Regions from separate parts of the Mus musculus genome. Here region 2 is linked to region 1. The links are chromatin contacts, called in public HiChIP or PLAC-seq maps. All regions are on one chromosome and are shown on one strand. Each heading gives the region's core, a stretch centred on a gene start, on an enhancer-like site or on the middle of the called end of the contact. The rest is flanking DNA. Distances are from core to core; before and after follow the strand shown. Region 1 has its middle 15 kb from the start of Alox12e. Region 2 holds the start of Pelp1 (proline, glutamic acid and leucine rich protein 1).

Region 1 (5,213 bases), core at 13-2,512:
CGCAAGAGTGGTGTTGGATCTGAATGTAATTTTCCAGTCGAGCCTCAGACTTTTTATAATACAGAGTAAATTGCAAATCATAACAGAATAAGGCACATTGAATTTTTCCAGGTGCAAAAGGAGTGACTTCAAAAGGAACCAGATAAATGTTTACATTAGAGATTAGCACCTTCTGCCAGGCAAGAGTTTTACACTTAGTATTAATAGCACCAGGGTTGTTAACTCTTGACACGCCTCAAGAATAATGTAGTGTCACTGACCCCAAAATTCTCTAGGCCTTGTTAAATTATCTATGTCTGGAGACTTTCCATTTATCAGTATAGTATACTAATTTGCTCTTGGCATGGGATGTAGTCTGTAATATGAATTTTTATCTCAGTGAGAATTTTAGACTCTTTCTGCAGACAACTGAATTAATGGCTAGTGCTTTATTGTTTTATGGTAGTGCTTAATTAGTTACTGAATAGGTTAAACTCCTTGCTGCTAACTGGAATCTAAGAACACTGGGAAAAGGCTTTAGCTATGTTAGAATTTAATCTTAAAAGTCATTTACTATAAGGTAATACTATATAGAGTGCACGTGGATCCATACACTAGGCTAATGTGGATTTGGAAAATTAATTTTATGAGTTAAGGGAATAGCCAAAGATCCAGGAGTAAGTTTCCTTGAAACTCTTTCCTCATGAGAAAGCTTTCAGATTTTCATCTGTCAAGCTGACTCCACTGGAGTCCCGTGGCAGAAAGGGAGACACAGACAGAAAGCAAGGCTGAACCCACCAGGTCATATTCAGGCTCGTTGCTTCTGTCTGGTGTCTAGGCTAGCATAATAGAAGCTCCAAGCAATAGGGCAGATGGGGCTGGAGAGATTACTCAGCAGTTAAAAGCACTTATTGCTCTTTCAGAAGACCCACGTTCGAGTCCCATTACCCACCTGCTCACAACCATCTACAACTGTAGTTCCAGGGTTTCTGATGCCCTCTTCTAGCCTCTGCAGGCACTGCAGTGCATGTGTATACTTTTGTTACATAGCCCCATGGCTGTTTTTCTGTTATGTGTCTTACCCTGCATCTTAACTTGAGGAGGGTACGAGTGACTGCTTAGGCCCTAGCGATGCAATGGCTCTTGGGATGGTTAAAAAAAACATGTCCTTGATTTAATTATCCGTGAAAGCGCCACATGTTGTGAATTGTTACCAGTGAACTGTGTACATGACCTAGCTAAATTTCAACCTCACCCTAGAGTTTGACGACAGGATGCCCAAAGGCCAGGAGTTCCTCTTTCGATGACTTATTCAACCCTGGGTAGCTTTAAAGTGACTGCCAGAGCAGCCAGCAGATAACCTCCAGGTTCATTATATTCTAATTTCCGTCCTAAGTGACTCAACTACTGCAGAGACGACAGGAAGTGTCAGACCATCAAGGAAGCAAAGGAGAGGCATGCTCAAGTTCCGGGAATCTTCTCTTGCTCCAGGAAAGGTCACCGACACTCGTCCCCTGGCATCCCCTCCCCCTACTGTCCTTGTCCTGGTTTTGTGTGTGTGTGTGTGTGTGTGTGTGTGTGTGTGTGTATTTGACCATGTGATCTGGGAGGAAGGCTTCCAGCTCTGTTCACTCGTCACCTTATGAACATGCTGCCTGTGTTCAGTTTCCCTTTTGCAATTTGACTTTGAAAACCTCAACAAAGAGCCCCACCCTGAGGGTCCCTTCCTCACTAGCATCTCTAGCAACCCTAGTAGCAAACAAACCCTAAATTCTCAAACTATATATTTAAGACCTTTTTAACAGTAAAATATCAATTTGGAGATAGTCAAATGGAAGCTTTCAGCGCTGGCCTCTGCTCCTACAAGAAAGAGTGACGAACGCGTTGGAGTTGCATGGCTGAAGGGGAGCGTGGGAAGGGGAGACAGAGGGACTCTGCAAGTCCCTGATACCTTGGACAGGAGCCTAGGCAATGCAGTAAGCCACACTGGCACTAAGCCCTGCAGGACGCTGCTCACATCACAGGGAAGGGCTTGACAAGGGAGGCCCAGCAGATCCTGCTGCACAGGTGACACTAATAGCCAGAGGACAGTCCAACAGTTGTCACAGGCTTAAAGTGAGTTAGGGGAGCTACCTGGATCCTGCAGTTTTGCCTCAGAGGAGAAACTCACATTACCTTCTGATACACTTACACCATCAGAGCCACTGTCGGAATTCGGTTCCCTGGAGGAAGGACACCGCTTACACCATCTTCCCCGGGGTCACCATCACACCAGAGTCTGGGGCTCCCTTCCCACATAGACTTGGCAGTGTAACCATGACTCCAACATCTCACTTCTGACTATAGTAGGCAGACATTTCATTTTAGCAGAGATATGGCCACTTGGAAGATCTGAGTTAGAAAAGACCTATTCTCTGGGGCTTGAGACTGGTCCTGCATCTGCCACTGCCTCTATTTCAGATGTCAGCCACCCCTTGGCTCTTGTCACTTCTAGGTCTGAGGACACTCATTTCTCATTCCCTGTGTTCCTAGGACCACCATTACCAGAGGTCTAGTGGTATCCAAGGGAATACAAAGAGTAGATATGTCTCTAAGCAGACACACTTACACATATACATGCAACACAGACACACATGCATACACACACAATGTAGATAAATACAACACACACATGCATGTCTCTCTCTCACACAGAGACACCCACCCCTGTGGGTGCATAGAATATGCAAAATTAGGTTATGCGTCTGTATGTTTGCAACAAGCACAAGAATGCCAATGTTTGAAATACAGCACCACTCAGAGGAGTAGTTAACAGAACGTGACAGTAAGGCAGCTGAGAACAAGTGATACGGCATTCTATGCCTGATGACTGAAGACTTAGTCAGAACCTCAATCCTCCTCAACAGAGGCACAGTTTTAATACAATGTATTTCCAATTTCCAACAGTAATGTGCATATCAGTAAGATTAGTCTGAAAGGTTTGTACAAAGGGAACCACAGTAGAACGGCTAACGCAGTTGACAAGAATAAAGTCATAGGTAAGGTCGGTCTACTCATTTTTGAGACTTACGTAACTATAGTACTCAGAATTAAGACTAAGGAGGAAAGAATACACAGAGCAGTGGAACAGTGTAAGAGCAACACAGCCAGAGCTCTTGACTCTAGCTGCATATGTATCAAAAGATGACCTAGTCGGCCATCACTGGAAAGAGAGGCCCATTGGTCAGGCAAATGTTATATGCCCCAGTACAGGGGAATGCCAGGGCCAAAAAATGGGAATGGGTGGGTAGGGGAGTGGCGGGGGGGGGGGGACTTTTGGGATAGCATTGGAAATGTAATTGAAGAAAATACGTAATAAAACAAAACAAAAAAAAAAAAAAAACAACAACAACAAAAAAAAAAAAGAGCAACACAGCCATGTCACAGCCGTCTCCGGAAAAAAAAAAAAGATGTAATGTTTTGTTTTATTTTATTTTATTTTATTTTATTTACATGGTGTTTTTTTGTCTGTGTACCTCATACATCACTGCCTATAGTGGCCAGGAGAGGGTGCCAGATCCCCTGCAACTGGAGTTACAGATGGATGTGAGCCAACATTTGGGTCCTGAGAATCAAACCCAGGTCCTCTCTCTGCATGAACAACCACTGATCTTAACTTCTAAGCCATGTTTCTAAAAATTTGGTATCTATGGGTTCTGAAAAAGAAACTTGCCTCATGCCTTGTATAAAAATTACCTTAGAATGCATACTAGACTAATGTCTAAAATATGAATCTGTGGAGCATTCAGGAAAAAAAAATGGAAAGATTGTCAGTATGAAGAGATAGTCAGGCTGGGTGTTGGTGGTGAACACCTTTAATCCCAGCACTTGGGAGGCAGAGCCAGACACGTCTCTGAAAGTTCGAGCCAGCCTGGTCTACAGAGTGAGTTTCAGGAAAGCCAGGGCTACACAGAGAAACCCTGTCTCGAAAAACCAAAACACAAATAACAACAACAAAAGAGATCGTCAAAGAATTCTCAGACTTCAACCAAAAAAGCACAATCTACACAAAGAATAATGAATAAACAAACTGCAGAAAATTAAAAACTTCAGCCGCATGAGGGGAAAGGGGAACTCAGTTGTCTCCTGGATACACTGTATTCAAGCCACGTTTCACCCCAAGTGATGGTGAGCTTTTTTTTTTCCAAAATTAGACAAAGAAATACAATTGAAGCACAAAAATAGGAAACTGAAGTTAATACCAGGAAATAAAACAATAAGAATGAGCATAATGAAGCATTTTAAATTAAGACAAGAATACTAATCTTTAAATCTGTTTATATTTGTAAAACTCCAAGAAAAAAATTTTTAAGAAGAATCACAACTATGTACATAATTTTTTGTTGCTGTTGTTTTTTTCCTTAATCATAGTAATTCTGTTGCTAGGGGGGAAAGGAGGTTGGAAAATACTCATAATTTAGTGTTAACTCTTTTTTGCTTTTTAGACATTTGAGATTGTTACGTTGTTTTCCTTACACCTGTAAAGAGAAAAATAGAAACCACTTGGTGCAGAGAAGCAGCACAAAACCCCACGCTCCACCCGAGTTAGTGTTTAGTGTTTAAAGAGAGCGCCCTCTAGAGGTTATCTAGGGAACAACAACACATGACATTTTTCGGTGAAACAGAATGATGGACCTGGGACTTGGAATTCTTTCCATAGGTGAATGGCCGTCATGTTGCAGAACTGCACCCGAACTCTCAGAGTTCCCGCCCCAGAGTTATGTAAAATGCTGCCTTGGCAGAGGGTATAGACAGAGCGAAGAATTGTTCAAAGTCATCTCAAAGTAATCTAATCAAGATTACCAAAGTTTTCTTGAGCCTAATATAAAAGAACGAAAGATCTGGAAAAAAAACGTAGAAGTCCCATAGAGTCCAGCAATCCATTTCTGGACTTACATTCTATTAAATTAAATAGAACCTCAAAAGGCTATTTAAGCACCCATGTTTGTTGTAGCATTATTCACAATGGCCACGAGGTGGAAACAAATCAGATGTCCCTCACCAGGTGAAAAGATAGTGTTTTGTATGGAACAGAACAGAGGGACCCGCCTCTCCTCGGGCTAGAGCAGAGATAACGTGGAAAGCAATGGTTCTCAACCTGTGGGCTGTGGCAGAGACAAACAACCCCTCTCTGGCAGCTGGCAGGACCGCCCTTGTGGCTGCCACAGATGCCTGGAGAAAGCTACACTAAGACT
Region 2 (5,286 bases), core at 1,960-4,459, 100 kb after region 1:
AGCCCCTTTACACATAACCCAAGCACCAGACTCCACTCAGGAGACCTACATCTCCAAAGGCCACAAATCATCCCTCCTTTCTAATCCCACATCAGTACCGCTCAGATAAAGGAAGGCACAACTGAATAAAACAAGAGTCCACAACCAGTGGCATGGGTCAGCACATAAAGACACATGCCACCAAGCCTGACAACCTGCACGTGATTCCTAGAACCCACATCCTAGGATAATCGACTCCCAAAGGTGTCCTCTGACCTCCACTTGTGCACGAAGGCATGCATACACCTGTACGTATACAAAATAAATGTGACTTCTAAATTTAAAAAAAAAAAAAAAAAGCCTGCTTGTGGTGCCGCATGCCTTTAATCTCAGTATCCAGAAGCAAAGACAGGAAGATCTCTATGAGTTCGAGGCCAGCCTGGTCCACAAAGCAAGTCCCAGATAACCAGGGCTCTGTTAACACAAAGAAACCCTGTCTTGAAAAACCAAAACAGAAGAAAAGAAAGAAAGTCCTTAGTCAGGTGGCAGAGAGTGTCCATCCATCTGTCCAGTACACATGTAGAGAGTGTCCATCCATCTGTCCAGTACACATGTAGTCGGCTACTCCAGGAGAAGCATTGCTTTAGGTGCTGGCAGCCTACCTCCCAGACGGAGGAAAGTGGACACAAACAATCCATACGGTCAACACGGGCTGAGCATCCATAGCTAGACAACCCAAATGCTCCTAAACCAAGACACGAGTGAGTTCTAGGGACCAGACTCAAGTGGGAACCCCACACCTGACTCACCTGACTGGACATTAAAACACAGGTGAAGTCAGGTGCTGGTAATAGCACAAGCCTTTAATTCTAGCATTTGGGAGGCAGAGGCAGGGGCCAGCCTGATCTACACAGCAAGTTCCAGGACAGCCAGGGCTGCACAGATAATCCCAGCCAGGAATACATAAACAAAGGCTAGAACACTTGTTGCTCTTGCAAAGGACACAGGTTCAATTGCCAGCTCCCAGGTAGTGGTTCAAACTTATCTGCAACTCCAGTTCCAGTGGATCTGATGCCCTTCTGACCTCCATGGGCACCAAGTATACAAACACACACGTTTGTGCGTGTACTACATTCAGGCAAAATATACATAAAATGAATAAACCTAAAAAAATAGAAATAGAAACAAAAAAACCCCACAGGTTCACATTTATTCAGCATTTGCCAGGGGAAACAAAAAGACCCACTCAGCTCCTTAGTGATACAGCTTTTCCACGATCTCTACACACAAAGGATAATAAAACGCACGTTCAACGGCCAGAGTGGTCAACAGCTACTCCCCCATAATGCATCACATAAATCTAAGTGCATTATTCACTAGGAATTGCTTTTTTCCCCTTTTCTCTGCTTTGCGGCATAAATGTATGTCAGAGAGAAAGAGACAGAGAGACAGAGAGGCCGCAGACACCTCTAAGGTAACACCAGGAAGAAAGCAGCACAAGTGGCTGCCCAAAGCCCAGGTGATAGCCACAGTAGATCACAGCAGTCGTGAAGAGGACATAACATTATAGAAACGTGCCAACTGCCTATTGGGGAACACGTGTGCACATGTGTGCAGGGCTTACTGAAGTAAAAGTGCATCACAACAAAAACTCAGGTCACTGAAAAAAAATCAGAGAGATTTCTAAAACACACAAAACAAACAAAAGACCATTAGGAGGGCAGATTTAACTGTAGTATTCCCAACTGTCTGAGGAGTACAATGAATATAAGCCACCCAATCCTGCCTTCCAGAGCCCATCCGAAAGCCAGCCATAGTAGTATAAGCATCTATAATCGCAGCGTCCCCTACTGAGAAACACAAGGTAAAACCAAAGAGCATCAACATAAACACTCGGGCTAGACAGTCCACCACTGGCAAGAGACCTTGTCTTGACACAGGAACCTTAGGACCTAAACGTTCCTATGACTTTGATGTGTGCACCGTTGCTACCCTTGGCCCATAACCACTAACATAAACACACATACAGCTGAACAAGATGGCGGATGCCCAGCCACAGGCAGCTGGATCTCGGGGAGTTCTAGGCCAGCCTGGTCTACATAGTTCCAGACCAGCCAGAGCCACATAGTGAGACTTTGCCTCCATAAGAAAAAAAAAAAAAAAAAAAAAAAGGCAGAACTTCACAGACTGCTTATGGAAGTGTGTAAGAAACCACATATCGAGGATGGCACTTGGGTTTCTAGCTTGTAGGAACTGAACGCATGTGAATATTTTGTGCACAGGCTCCTAACCAGGTAGACAACATATTGTCTACCGCCTACCTCACCAGCCTCAACTCTACCCACTCTCTTTAACCACCTAAACCCCGAACCCAAACATTGCCCTCATTTTCCAACCCGTCCTACACGAGTGTTCCTCTAACGTTTCAACTACCCCTTCTAATTTTCTTTCACTACCTAACCCCTGTTCATCTTAAACTCCAGGTCTTTTGGAGAAATCTCTAAATACTCTCTCTACACCGGTTTAGGAAACTCATACCAGATTTAGTTTCGTGTTATGGCATTTTGCTCATCGCCACTATGACTGGAATTGGAGCGCCGAGTAGGAAGGGGTAGGCCCTTGGCTGAGAGCTAGTAAATGTTTGTGTTCAATTACCCTGGGAAAACGCCGCCAAAAGAAGTTTCGCTGAGGACTGAACTAGTCAGGGGACCTGGGATGGAACCGAGCCCCTTCATTGCTTTGTGCTTATCAATGACCTAACAGAAAAGGGGCCTAATACTGCTCTGGGGAACGCGCAGGTAATGAAGTCTGTGGATCGCGTCCTCAATGGTTAAGTGGCTCTATTCTCCACTCTCGGCTCTCCTCGAGCTCACAGCTCCAGTGTCAGCTTCAGGAAGGCGGGACCACGGTGCCCAGCCGCCTCACCAGCCTTTCCACGGTGACCGCGGGAGCCACAGACTTACCTGCGCCCCACCTGCCGTCCCATGCAGCCTCAATAAGCACATGAGCCCGGGCAAATGCGGGGCCCACTGGATTGGGGGATGCACAGGGGCCACGGGGGACGCCGTTCGCGGCTGTAACAACCCGGAAATGCTCTCTAACAGCAGCAGACGCAGACGCGGGCCGGATCCCACCGCAGAGAGACCCCCGGGCCCGCCAGGAGCCCCAGCTGGGGAGCCCGCAGAGGCCCCACTAAGAACGGCCGCCGCCATCTTCACAGGCTCGAGCAATGGCGTGGCGTGATGACGCAAACATAAGTGCGACGCACGCCGCTCGGGGAGGGGTCTTGAGGAGGGGGCTGCGGCCTGCTGGGCTGGATGAATGAGGGCTGGCGCCCTGCGGCAGGAGGGGGCATGCGCAATGTGGGCGAGCGCCAGCGTTGGGGCGGCTTGCAAACTGCTAACCCGGGCTGAGCGCTGTAGGGCGGGGCGGAGGCGTTGCTGCGCAGGCCGGACACGTGGTCTGCAGGAAAGGCGCGGGAGTCTGAAAGATCTCAGTCCAGCGTGGCTTCTGGTCACCTTCTCCCTGGGCTTAGTAATCCTATCTAAGGAGCCAACCCCAAGTCTGAAATCTGGAACGTTCTAAACTGCTTTTCCAACAATGGAAAAACAAGCTCAAACAGTGCACATGCCACAAAGTAGCAGAGGTGTCACTCTGTCCCCAAGACACACCCACAGTCATTTGTGTATTTACATTACTATACACAGTTGTTTTGTTTTTTGAGACAGGGCCCTGGCTGTTCTGGAAATCACTTTGTAGACCAGGCTGACCTCCAACTCAGAAATCCACCTGCCTCTGCCTCCCTAGTGCTGGGATTAAAGGCGTGCGCCACCACGCCCGGCTAACCTATCACTTTCAAAGGCCTCAGCATTGCCTTATTTCCTCCCTCTGCAGTCTGTACACCACACAAAAGCCGAATTGGGCTTTTCTGATATAAGCCAGTTCTTTGTTTTGTTGTTTTTGCTTTTTAACAGGCTGGCCTCAGACATGATGTGGCAATATTCCTGCCTCAGGCTCACAAGTTCAAATGCTGACATTACAGATTGGAGCCAAGAAAGCTTGTCCTTCCCAGTTTAGAGTCCTTCTGTAGCTTCTAGAGATAAGAATATTAACTGGGTGGTGGTGGCACACGCCTTTAATCCCAGCATATTGGGAGGCAGACGCAGGCAGATTTCTGAGTTCAAGGCCAGCCTGGTCTACAAAGTGAGCTCCAGGACAGCCAGGGCTACACAGAGAAACCCTGTCTCAAAAAAACAAACAAAAAAAGATAAGAATATTTCCCTACACAGACTAGAATCTATACCACCTGACCTCAGGCTGTACAAGCACTTCTTTCTTCCTCTGGTCTTTTGTTGTTTTGTTTTAGGGGTGGAGAGATGTTTGAGGTTTTGTTTTGTTTTGTTTCTTCTCCTAGTCTTGGACTAAACTAGCCTTCTTTCTATCCTCCAGCAACATCAATTCCAAGGCCTTTGCACAGACTTCCAATTTTGCCGACAGGCTTGTTGCCATTCTTAGAAAAGTTTTTCTTCCAATCTCTATCACACACACACACACACACACACACACACACACACATACACATACACACACTTTTAAAGTCAAGGTAACCTCCCCTTGAAGGTAACTTCCTATGAAATTAAGGATGGGGTCTGGGGATATGGCTCAGTGGTTAAGAGCACTGACTGCACTTCCAAAGGTCCTGAGTTCAAGTCCCAGCAACCATATGGTGGCTCACAACCATCTGTAATGAGATCTGACTCCCTCTTCTAGAGTGTCTGAAGATAGCTACAGTGTACTTACATATAATAAATAAACAAATAAATAAATAAATAAATAAATAAAAATTAAGGATGGCATCAAATTTCTGACTCTCCTAGCTCTCCCTCCCAAGCACTGGGATCCCAGGCCTGTGCCACCACACCCAGTTCCCTCTGTGCTAGGGCTGGAACCCAGGGCCTTATGCATGCTCCGTAGGCATTTGACCAAGTGAGCTAAATCCTGGTCCTTATTTTTGACTTTTTCTTCCATTTCAATTGTGTGTGTGTGTGTGTGTGTGTGTGTGTGTGAGAGAGAGAGAGAGACAGAGACAGAGACAGAGACAGACAGAGAGAGACAGAGACAGAGGCATGGAGAAAGGAGATTTTATTTTGGAGGTACTTTGAGACAAGGTCTCTCTATGTAGGCCAGGCTGACCTCAAGCTTGCAGCAAATGATGAACCAGCCTGACTCCATCTTAAGATTGAAAGCCATCTTATTACAAGGTCAAACTAAGCTCATCCTGTCTTCTATGAGACTTGGGTTTGACCA

The links. HiChIP or PLAC-seq counts read pairs in DNA pulled down with a chosen protein or histone mark.
Region 2: a CTCF HiChIP or PLAC-seq map of CD8 T cells shows a contact between it and region 1, with 5 read pairs. The contact joins the promoter of Pelp1 here to the enhancer-like site in region 1. A contact is called at or near these places in 1 of 39 promoter capture datasets (embryonic stem cells), 1 of 15 datasets of contacts at CTCF or cohesin (CD8 T cells), 12 of 484 Hi-C or Micro-C datasets (the BV-2 cell line, the Ba/F3 cell line, CD4 T cells and 9 more), 11 of 115 datasets of contacts at active chromatin or transcription factors (bone marrow-derived dendritic cells, bone marrow-derived macrophages, embryonic stem cells and 2 more) and 3 of 9 other capture datasets (adipose tissue, embryonic stem cells and liver).

Annotation. Positions count from the first base shown.
Region 1 is chr11:70,304,954-70,310,166 of GRCm38.p6, forward strand. No RefSeq gene overlaps it. Among named protein-coding and RNA genes, the nearest start is that of Alox12e, 15 kb to the right of the region's middle. Within about 2 kb of position 1,263, at least 62 of the 459 cell types and tissues checked have an H3K27ac peak or open chromatin away from gene starts, as enhancers often do. A contact at or near this core is called in the BV-2 cell line, the Ba/F3 cell line, CD8 T cells and 5 more, where this site is marked.
Region 2 is chr11:70,406,822-70,412,107 of GRCm38.p6, forward strand. It overlaps Pelp1 (proline, glutamic acid and leucine rich protein 1), which reads right to left and starts at 3,210. Exons shown (of 17, transcript NM_029231.4): 1 at 2,943-3,210. The coding sequence starts at 3,191.